2 separate regions of the Mus musculus genome follow, and region 2 is linked to region 1. The links are chromatin contacts, called in public HiChIP or PLAC-seq maps. All regions are on one chromosome and are shown on one strand. The core of a region is the stretch at or near the end of the contact, and the rest is flanking DNA. Distances in the headings are between cores, read along the strand shown. Region 1 holds the start of Rpl10a (ribosomal protein L10A). Region 2 has its middle 29 kb from the start of Tulp1.

Evidence for each region. HiChIP or PLAC-seq counts read pairs in DNA pulled down with a chosen protein or histone mark.
Region 2: an H3K4me3 HiChIP or PLAC-seq map of embryonic stem cells shows a contact between it and region 1, with 20 read pairs. The contact joins the enhancer-like site here to the promoter of Rpl10a in region 1. A contact is called at or near these places in 4 of 39 promoter capture datasets (the 3T3-L1 cell line, embryonic stem cells, stem cell-derived epiblast-like cells and 1 more), 5 of 115 datasets of contacts at active chromatin or transcription factors (the 230-238 cell line, the SCID.adh cell line and embryonic stem cells) and 3 of 9 other capture datasets (adipose tissue, liver and pancreatic islet).

The regions. Positions count from the first base shown.
Region 1 is chr17:28,326,763-28,330,698 of GRCm38.p6, reverse strand. Rpl10a (ribosomal protein L10A) reads right to left here and starts at 2,228. Exons shown (of 6, transcript NM_011287.2): 1 at 2,081-2,228; 2 at 1,814-1,888; 3 at 1,652-1,732; 4 at 1,177-1,325; 5 at 2-174. The coding sequence starts at 2,085.
Region 2 is chr17:28,392,147-28,395,714 of GRCm38.p6, reverse strand. No RefSeq gene overlaps it. Among named protein-coding and RNA genes, the nearest start is that of Tulp1, 29 kb to the right of the region's middle. Within about 2 kb of position 1,349, at least 20 of the 459 cell types and tissues checked have an H3K27ac peak or open chromatin away from gene starts, as enhancers often do.

The sequences.
Region 1 (3,936 bases), core at 979-3,478:
CCTTCTTCATCTGGAACTTGATTGTCGATTTCACCTCATCCACTTTGGCCACCATGTTTTCATTGTGTGTCAGCAGGGAGGGGAACTTGCCAGCCTTGTTTAGGCCTGGGCCCAGGATACGTGGGATCTGCTTAATCAGAGACTCAGAGGCCAAAAAGGCATCGTACTTCTTAGCTAGAAGACACAGACACTCAGGATTGAGCCAAAAAAAAAAAAAAAAACCAAAAAAACCAAAAAAACCAACCAAACAAACAAAAACCACCAAAAAAAAAAAAAAACAAAACAAAACATTTTAAACAACCAACCCATCCTTTACAACGAGAAGGCCAAGTTGCCTCCTCAGACCCATGACTGCTGAGTAGCTCCACCCTCAAGTCCTCACAGAGGTCTTAGACCAGGATGTCCCACAATCCCTGGTGTGCTGCATAGAACTGAGGGGCTGTGATGGCCCCCACCCCTTGGATTCACTGTAAGCCTGCATTTAAATTGCCTCAAACTATGGACTGGAGAGATGGCTCAGCAGTTAAGAGTGCTGCCTTCCAGAGGTCCTGAGTTCAATTTCCAGCAGCCACATGGTGGCTCACAGCCACCTGTAATGGGATCTGAGGCTCTCATCAGCCTGCTCATATACATAAAATAAAATCTTAAGAAAAAAGCTGTCTCATTATCTGTCAAAGGTGGACCAAGGCCAGCTATCTGAGAAGCCTCAAGCAGGCCTGGGAACCATAATGTCACCTGAGAACACAGCTCAGTGACAGGGCACAGTCCTGAGCACTTCTAGAGGATAACCTTAGACCCCAGGCTGGCAACATCAGTAAGACTCAGTATTACTCCAAATCTTAAGACAGATGGAGAAACCTTCTATCTATAAAAGCAGGCATGACAACTGCCTAGCTCACAGTGGATAACTATTCCCAAAATGTATGCGGAGACAGGGGCTACCATGGAGGCTAACACGTGGGAGACACTTGTGACCCCTCCCTCGATAGGTTGTTAACTGAAAAGACTTGAAACCCAAACCAATAGCTGGCTATGAGTCAACTGCACACACTGGCGAGAGGGGAGTATCAGACCAGCCTGTGGGGCATTTTCTAACTGGTTGTGAAGCCCAATGTGTGCTGCCACTCCTGGGCAGGGGGTCATGGGTTGTGTTCAGCCCTAGTGAGCCCCACCTACCCAGCTTCTTGACCAACTTCTTGTTTTTGTTAAGCTTCTTGAGCGCCTCGATGTCCATGTGGGGGATATCCACGGCCTTGGCTTCATCACAGTGCTGCTGGTCCCCCAGAACGCACACCGAGAACTTGGGGCGTGGGGTGGACTTGAGCCTGCGTTTGGGAGGGGAGAAAACAGAACAGGTCATGGTCGGCGCTGGCCATCCCGCTAGATCTGAACGCATGGCAGGGAGCGGCAAGCCTTACCCGGAGCTCTGGGCAACACTAGCCTGGCTTCTCAGGCTAGGCGGCGGGCTCGGCCGAGGCCTCCCCACGCCTCCCCTCTTGTTTTAAGACCCAGGGTGGGGGTCCGTCCAGCCTGCCTGCCTGCAGCAGGGCTCCTGAACTACCCTGGCACGTCAGTGTCCCCGTGCCCGCCTAGGGCGCGGCCAGGCCACACGGGAACACTGAGGGCTGGGTGGGGTTAGAGCGGTGCCAACCTGACGGTGCCCGAGAAACGTTTGTCCTTCTGAGGGTCGTAGTTCTTCAGGCTGATCTGCAGCTCCACCGTCTCCAGAAACCTGAGCGAGAGGGGAGCTGTGAGCCAGGGTCGCCATGGCCGGGGATGCTCGCCCTGCCCCGGGAGGGAGGCCCGCGCTCACTTGCGGCGCTTGCGCTGGTTCCCGTGCAGGACTTCCCGCACCGCCTCGTACAGGGTGTCGCGTGAGACTTTGCTGCTGTTGGGGAGAAGCGAAGGCGTTCGGGGCCGGCCATGCTGCACCCCGGGCCCGATGACAGGCCCACGGCACGCTGGGGAAAGGCTCGCGACGCGGGGCAGTCGCCGGGAGAGCCTCCGAGACGGGCCGCGGGGCGTCCGCGGGCGTGTGGGTGCACGGATGGCGGCGGATAGCGCCACGATAACAACTTACCTCATGGCTGCGGCTGCCGCGGAAACCGGAAAGAAGGCAGAGCGCTTTGCGCATGCGCTCAAATAGAGCCCGCGTTCTCGCGAGAGTTGCCCGTTACGGGCACGTTCCGCGCTCAGCCAAGCCGGAGAGGCGCTGCAGTTTGCGGCCGCTGGGGGGGCGCCACCACGCGGCTGCACCGTGAGAACCGCTCTAGGAGCAGCAGGCAGTCCTGCATTGGGACAAGGGCTGAAGCCGGGCCCTGGGATTGGATTTCTCCCTGCTTTCTATCTTCTGCCTGCCCCATGACTTCCAGTCCCCGGCAGAACCGGTCTCCGTCATCGCCTAATTTGGTGATGAGCCCCGCAGAGCCACTGGGCAGCCGCCCCCTCTAGCCGTGCATTGTGCAATGGTCCGGCCACCGCATGTGGGCAGAGGCATGGATGACAGGAATAGCTTGAGGAAATGACCCTTGCTGAGATCTGCAGAACGGGAAAGCGCCTTGTGACTAGATTAGGATCAGATGTGCCTGGCTTAAGCCTAAGCCTCCACCTGGGAGGAGGCGCCCACCAGTCTATCCTGGCCATCTGTATAAACCGCCCCTGATTCAGCCTCCGGGCAAGGTGGACTTTGGACAAATGCCCCTGTCCTGTCTCAATTAGTTGGCATTTCAAACAAAGTCGTTCTTGTTACTTGACCCCGGTCTTCGCAGTTAATAGAGAGGCGCCGGGTCAAGGAGCGTTTGCAGGGAGCCTCCAGATCTGGAGTGACTCATTTGGAGGCATGTCACCCTCTCTGGGAACAAATCACAGATGTAGCCAGCACCCACCATTTCCAGGGAGCAGACCTACGAATAGCTCATCTCGCCTGAGCACACACACAGCAAACAGCAGGCAGGATGAAGCAGGTTCCCACAGGGTCAGAGCAGAGCAGGCAGGTTGAAGCTGCAAGTGCCATCCACACTCTAAAGGCCATCAACATGGTGAGCGGCTGACGTCTGTCTCTTAGACATTGTTCCCCTTGCTTCTGTAGTCAGATTCAGCTTGTTCTCAAAAGCCAGACCTTCTCACTGGACTGACCTCCTTGCCTCCCTGGAACAGGGACTCAGAAGCACCCAGAAACCTCAGTTCCCCACCCACTGCAGGGCTAAGGTAGGAGGATGCTGTCATGAACTTTCTCAGGCTAATTCAGTCACATCAGTTTGGCAAATTTTTGTTTCTTGGCATAGCCCCGACTCTCTTGGAATTCGCTCTGTAAACCAGGCTGGCCTTGAAATTAGAGATCTGCCTGCCTCGATCTCCTGAGTTCCAGGATTAAAGGTGTGTGCCACCGTGCCCAGCTGTGTGCTAAATATTTTTTGAGTGAGGTGCTGTGGAAATACAGATGTCACACAGGTCTGCAGCAGGCACCCTGTGTCTTTTCAGCCCATGGTGGGTTAGACATCCCTCAGATCCCAGTCCAAACCTTTGCTGCAGCTGAAGACAGAGTTCAGAGTTCTAGCAGGCCTAAGACTCCGGCTCAGCATGAAAACAAAAGTTATGGGTCCCAAGCCCACCCTTGCCCTCAGTGTAGTCCTTGACACTCATCAGGCAGCTCTGACAGACCTGCTGTGATGGGAGGGGTGGGGGCAGGTGAGGGAGTAAAGGGGGTTCTGGGAAAGTAGCCTAAGAATACAAGTGCTTGTTTGGAAGTTCTTTGTATCTGACATGCATATGTTTGTACACATTTGTGCTGTGCATGCTTGAGCACTCTGGGTTGCAAACATGCCAACACACACACACACACACACACACACACACACACACACACACACACGGGTCAGAGGTCAACCTCAGGTGCCAGTCCCTGCCTTCCATTTTGTCTCCGGCTAAGCTGGCCCT
Region 2 (3,568 bases), core at 100-2,599, 66 kb before region 1:
AACCATTTTCCTGTGGGGCCGTGGTCCGCGAGAGGAAGTCTGGTAAGGTCGAGCTGGGCTTGAAGCTCCAGGGACCCAGAAGGGACAGTAGGAGCTTCACCTGCTCCCAACATCAGGCCCCTGTCACTGTCACAGCCACCCATAGAGAGAATTGTGGCCATCAGTCACATAGGCGCAGCACCCCCAAACCCCTCCACATGTAGATGAGGCATCCCTAACATCTCAGACCAAGCCAATAGGAAGCACCTGCTGTCAGACCCCACCCCACCCCAAAACGGTGCATAATATCCTATCCAGAGGAATAAAGGTGTGTGTGAGAGTTACTCCATCATCTGGGAGCATCTGTCTTAGAAGAGCTGCTGTTACACTGCCTGGGAAGAACAGCAGCAGCCAAGGCAGCAGCAGCAGCAGCAGCAGCGCATCGGTGGTGGCTGCGGGCCAGAGGTCTCTGCAGATAGACTTAGGTACGCAGACCAGCAGTTCCCTAGCCCCAAGATCTTGTCTCTTTTTAATACAGACTTATCGGCCCTAACTTCCCTTCTGGCTTGCCACAGCACATATGCATTGGTATGGCGATTTTTGTTTTGCCTGCACGTGTTGATGTATTTAAAAAAAGATAGAGAGAGAGGGGAATATGGTCTATGGAGATGTGATGAGGTATAGGGGAGGGGGGTGCCTCCTCCAGCCCATGTCAAGGCATCCCTTCCAACTGAGTGACCAGCCACATGATGGTATAGTATAGAATAGAGTTTATTCAGGGCATGGGGAGGGGAGTTAAAAGGGTAGTAGAGGCAGAGAAAGGCAGAGAGAGGGAGAAGAGTAATAGGGAGAAGTAGAATAGAGGCCGGCCATGAACACATGGACAAATGGGGAAGGGACTAGGGAAGGGAGGGGAGGAGGGAAACGCCTACGAGGGCAAGAGAGAAACAAGAGAACAAGGAGGGGGCAAGCAGCTCCTTTTATAGTGAGCCAGCCCTACCTGGCTATTGCCAGGTAACTGTGGGGTGGAGTTTAGACAGAATGCTAACACGTACGCCTGTGCACCACGTCTGTGGACCACATGTGTACCCAGTGCCTGTGGAGGGCAGAAGGGAGTCAGATGCCCCAGAGCTGGAGTCACAGGCAGTTGTGAAATGCCACATGGGTGCCAGGAATTGAACCCGCGTCCTTTGCGAGAGCAGCTGGTGCTTGTAAGCAATGAGCGGGGTCTCCAGGCTGCATTTTTTGTCTTGATTCATCCCAAGGTATTTTCTAATTTCCTTCATAATTTTTTCTTTGACCCTCAGCTTGCTAAAGAGTCGGCTTCCTTCCCACATATTTGTATCCTTTTCCAACTGCCTGCCTCCCTTCTGTTATTAATCTGATTTCATTCCACTGTGGTGAGAGTGCACACCATGTACATTCTTTGTTTGACTTACGTTATTTTAAATATATTGAGACTTTTTGCGGCCACATATGGTCACCCCCACCCTCCCCCCGGAGAATCCGTCCTGCTTTTAAGAAGATCTCATACATGTTTTTGCTTGGCATTTTAAAAAGCTTTTAGTTTCACATTTTATATTGCTTGCGGATATACATGTGTGGGTGTGCCTGTCAGCAGACATGTGTAGGTCAGAGGACAACTTGGGGAATCCACCCCCTGGCCCAGGGTGGCATTAATCGCGTGTGAGGTCGGCTGGGTTTCCAGTGCATGTGGCTCGGGCTTGTCTGGTTCCTTTGTGGACGTATGGTATTTGCAGCCTCTGTCCTGACTGATGAACTAGCTTGCATTTGCCTTTGCATTCTCCAGCTTGGCTTCCTATATTTTGGGGCTTGGTGTGCACACGTGTTTCTAATAATATCTTTCTCATGGGTTAACCCATTTCTTTTTCTTTTCTTTTTTTTTTAAAGATGTATTTATTATTATACATAAGTACACTGTAGCTGTCTTCAGACACACCAGAAGAGGGTGTCAGATCTTGTTATGGATGGTTGTGAGCCACCCTGTGGTTGCTGGGATTTGAACTCAGGACCTTCGTAAGAGCGATCAGTGCTCTTACCCGCTGAGCCTTTTCATGGTGAGATCTTGGGTTCATCCTTCAAGAGTGCTTGCTGCTCTTCCAGCAGACCCATGTTCAGGTCCCAGCATGCCACATCCACACCTTACGCTGCCATCTGAACTGCTCCCCGACTCCAGTTTGCACGTGTTCTGTCTCACTGCTCTGCCCTGTTTGTCATTCTTGGCCACCGCCTTAGTTTGTGTTACATAAATATTTTCCAGTGTGTCATTCCAATTTCCTTATCTTTTAACATCTTAAATTTTTTTTAAAGATTTATTTATCTTATATATGTAAGTACACTGTAGCTGTCTTCAGACACACCAGAAGAGAGCATCAGATCCCATTACAGATGGCTGTGAGCCACCATGTGATTGCTGGGAATTGAACTCAGGGCCTCTGAAAAAGCGGCCAGTGCTCCTAACTGCTGAGCCATCTCTCCAACCCTTAACATCATAATTTAATAGGATATAATTTGAGCCCATACCGATGTAATTTCAATAGCCAAGCATGGGGGGCAATGATGGTGCACGCTCTTAATCCCACTGCAGAGTCAGAAGTAGGCAGATCTCTGAATTCCAGGCCAGGTCTGTGTAGTGAGTTCCAGGACAGTTGGGGCTACACAGAGAAACCCTGTCTGGAAGAAAACAAACCAAACAAACAATCACACACACACACACACACACAAATTGTTAGCCAAACATAGTAGCAAGTTCCAGTCCTTCAGATAAGAAAGCAGGAGGGTTAGAATTTCAAGACCAACCTGGGCTGCATGAAACCCTATCTTAGAAAAAAATAAATCTATTTCTCTATCACTCCTTTCTCCCTATCGCCCCCTCTGACACCGTGAGCCGGCCAGAGCATAGTTTTTCCTTTGTTTGTTTGGGTACATATGCTGCTAGCTCCTAGCTAATGAGCCATCTCTCTATTCCTCTCTCTGTCTGTACACCTGGATTTGAATTTCTGTCTTTGGTGTTCCTGCCCCCCTTCTACCCTTCCCCCCAGCTATGGGGTTTGGGTTGGGGGGGTGTTTTTTATTTTATTTTTTAAGGTTTATTTAATATGAATACACTGTAGCTGTCTTCAGACACACCAGAAGAGGGCGTCAGATCTCATTACAGGTGGTTGTGAGTCACCAAATGCTTGCTGGGAATTGAACTCAGTACCTCTGGAAGAGCAGTTAGTGCTCTTAACCTCTGAACCATCTCTCCAGGCCCCTTGTGTTTTTTTGTTTTTAACTGAATTTCAACAGTGATCAAATCATTTGCTCCTTTTTATGGAGTTTAGATCCTTGCAAAAGATCTGGGGGCAGGAGGGTTTTATTACCATAAGGCCTTGCTGGGGGACACCAGGAAAGAGCTTTGTTTTCTCTCGGAGCAGCTGCTCACTCTGACTCCCCTGCCCATGTCATGGGTTGCTTACAGCAGCTCTCCTCTGCTCCAGGATTCCGTGCTCCGGAAACCGCAGGGAGGGCCCAGGCAGCCATAGACATGGGGTCAGCTTCACCAAGTTAATGCAGGAACCCAAGAGTC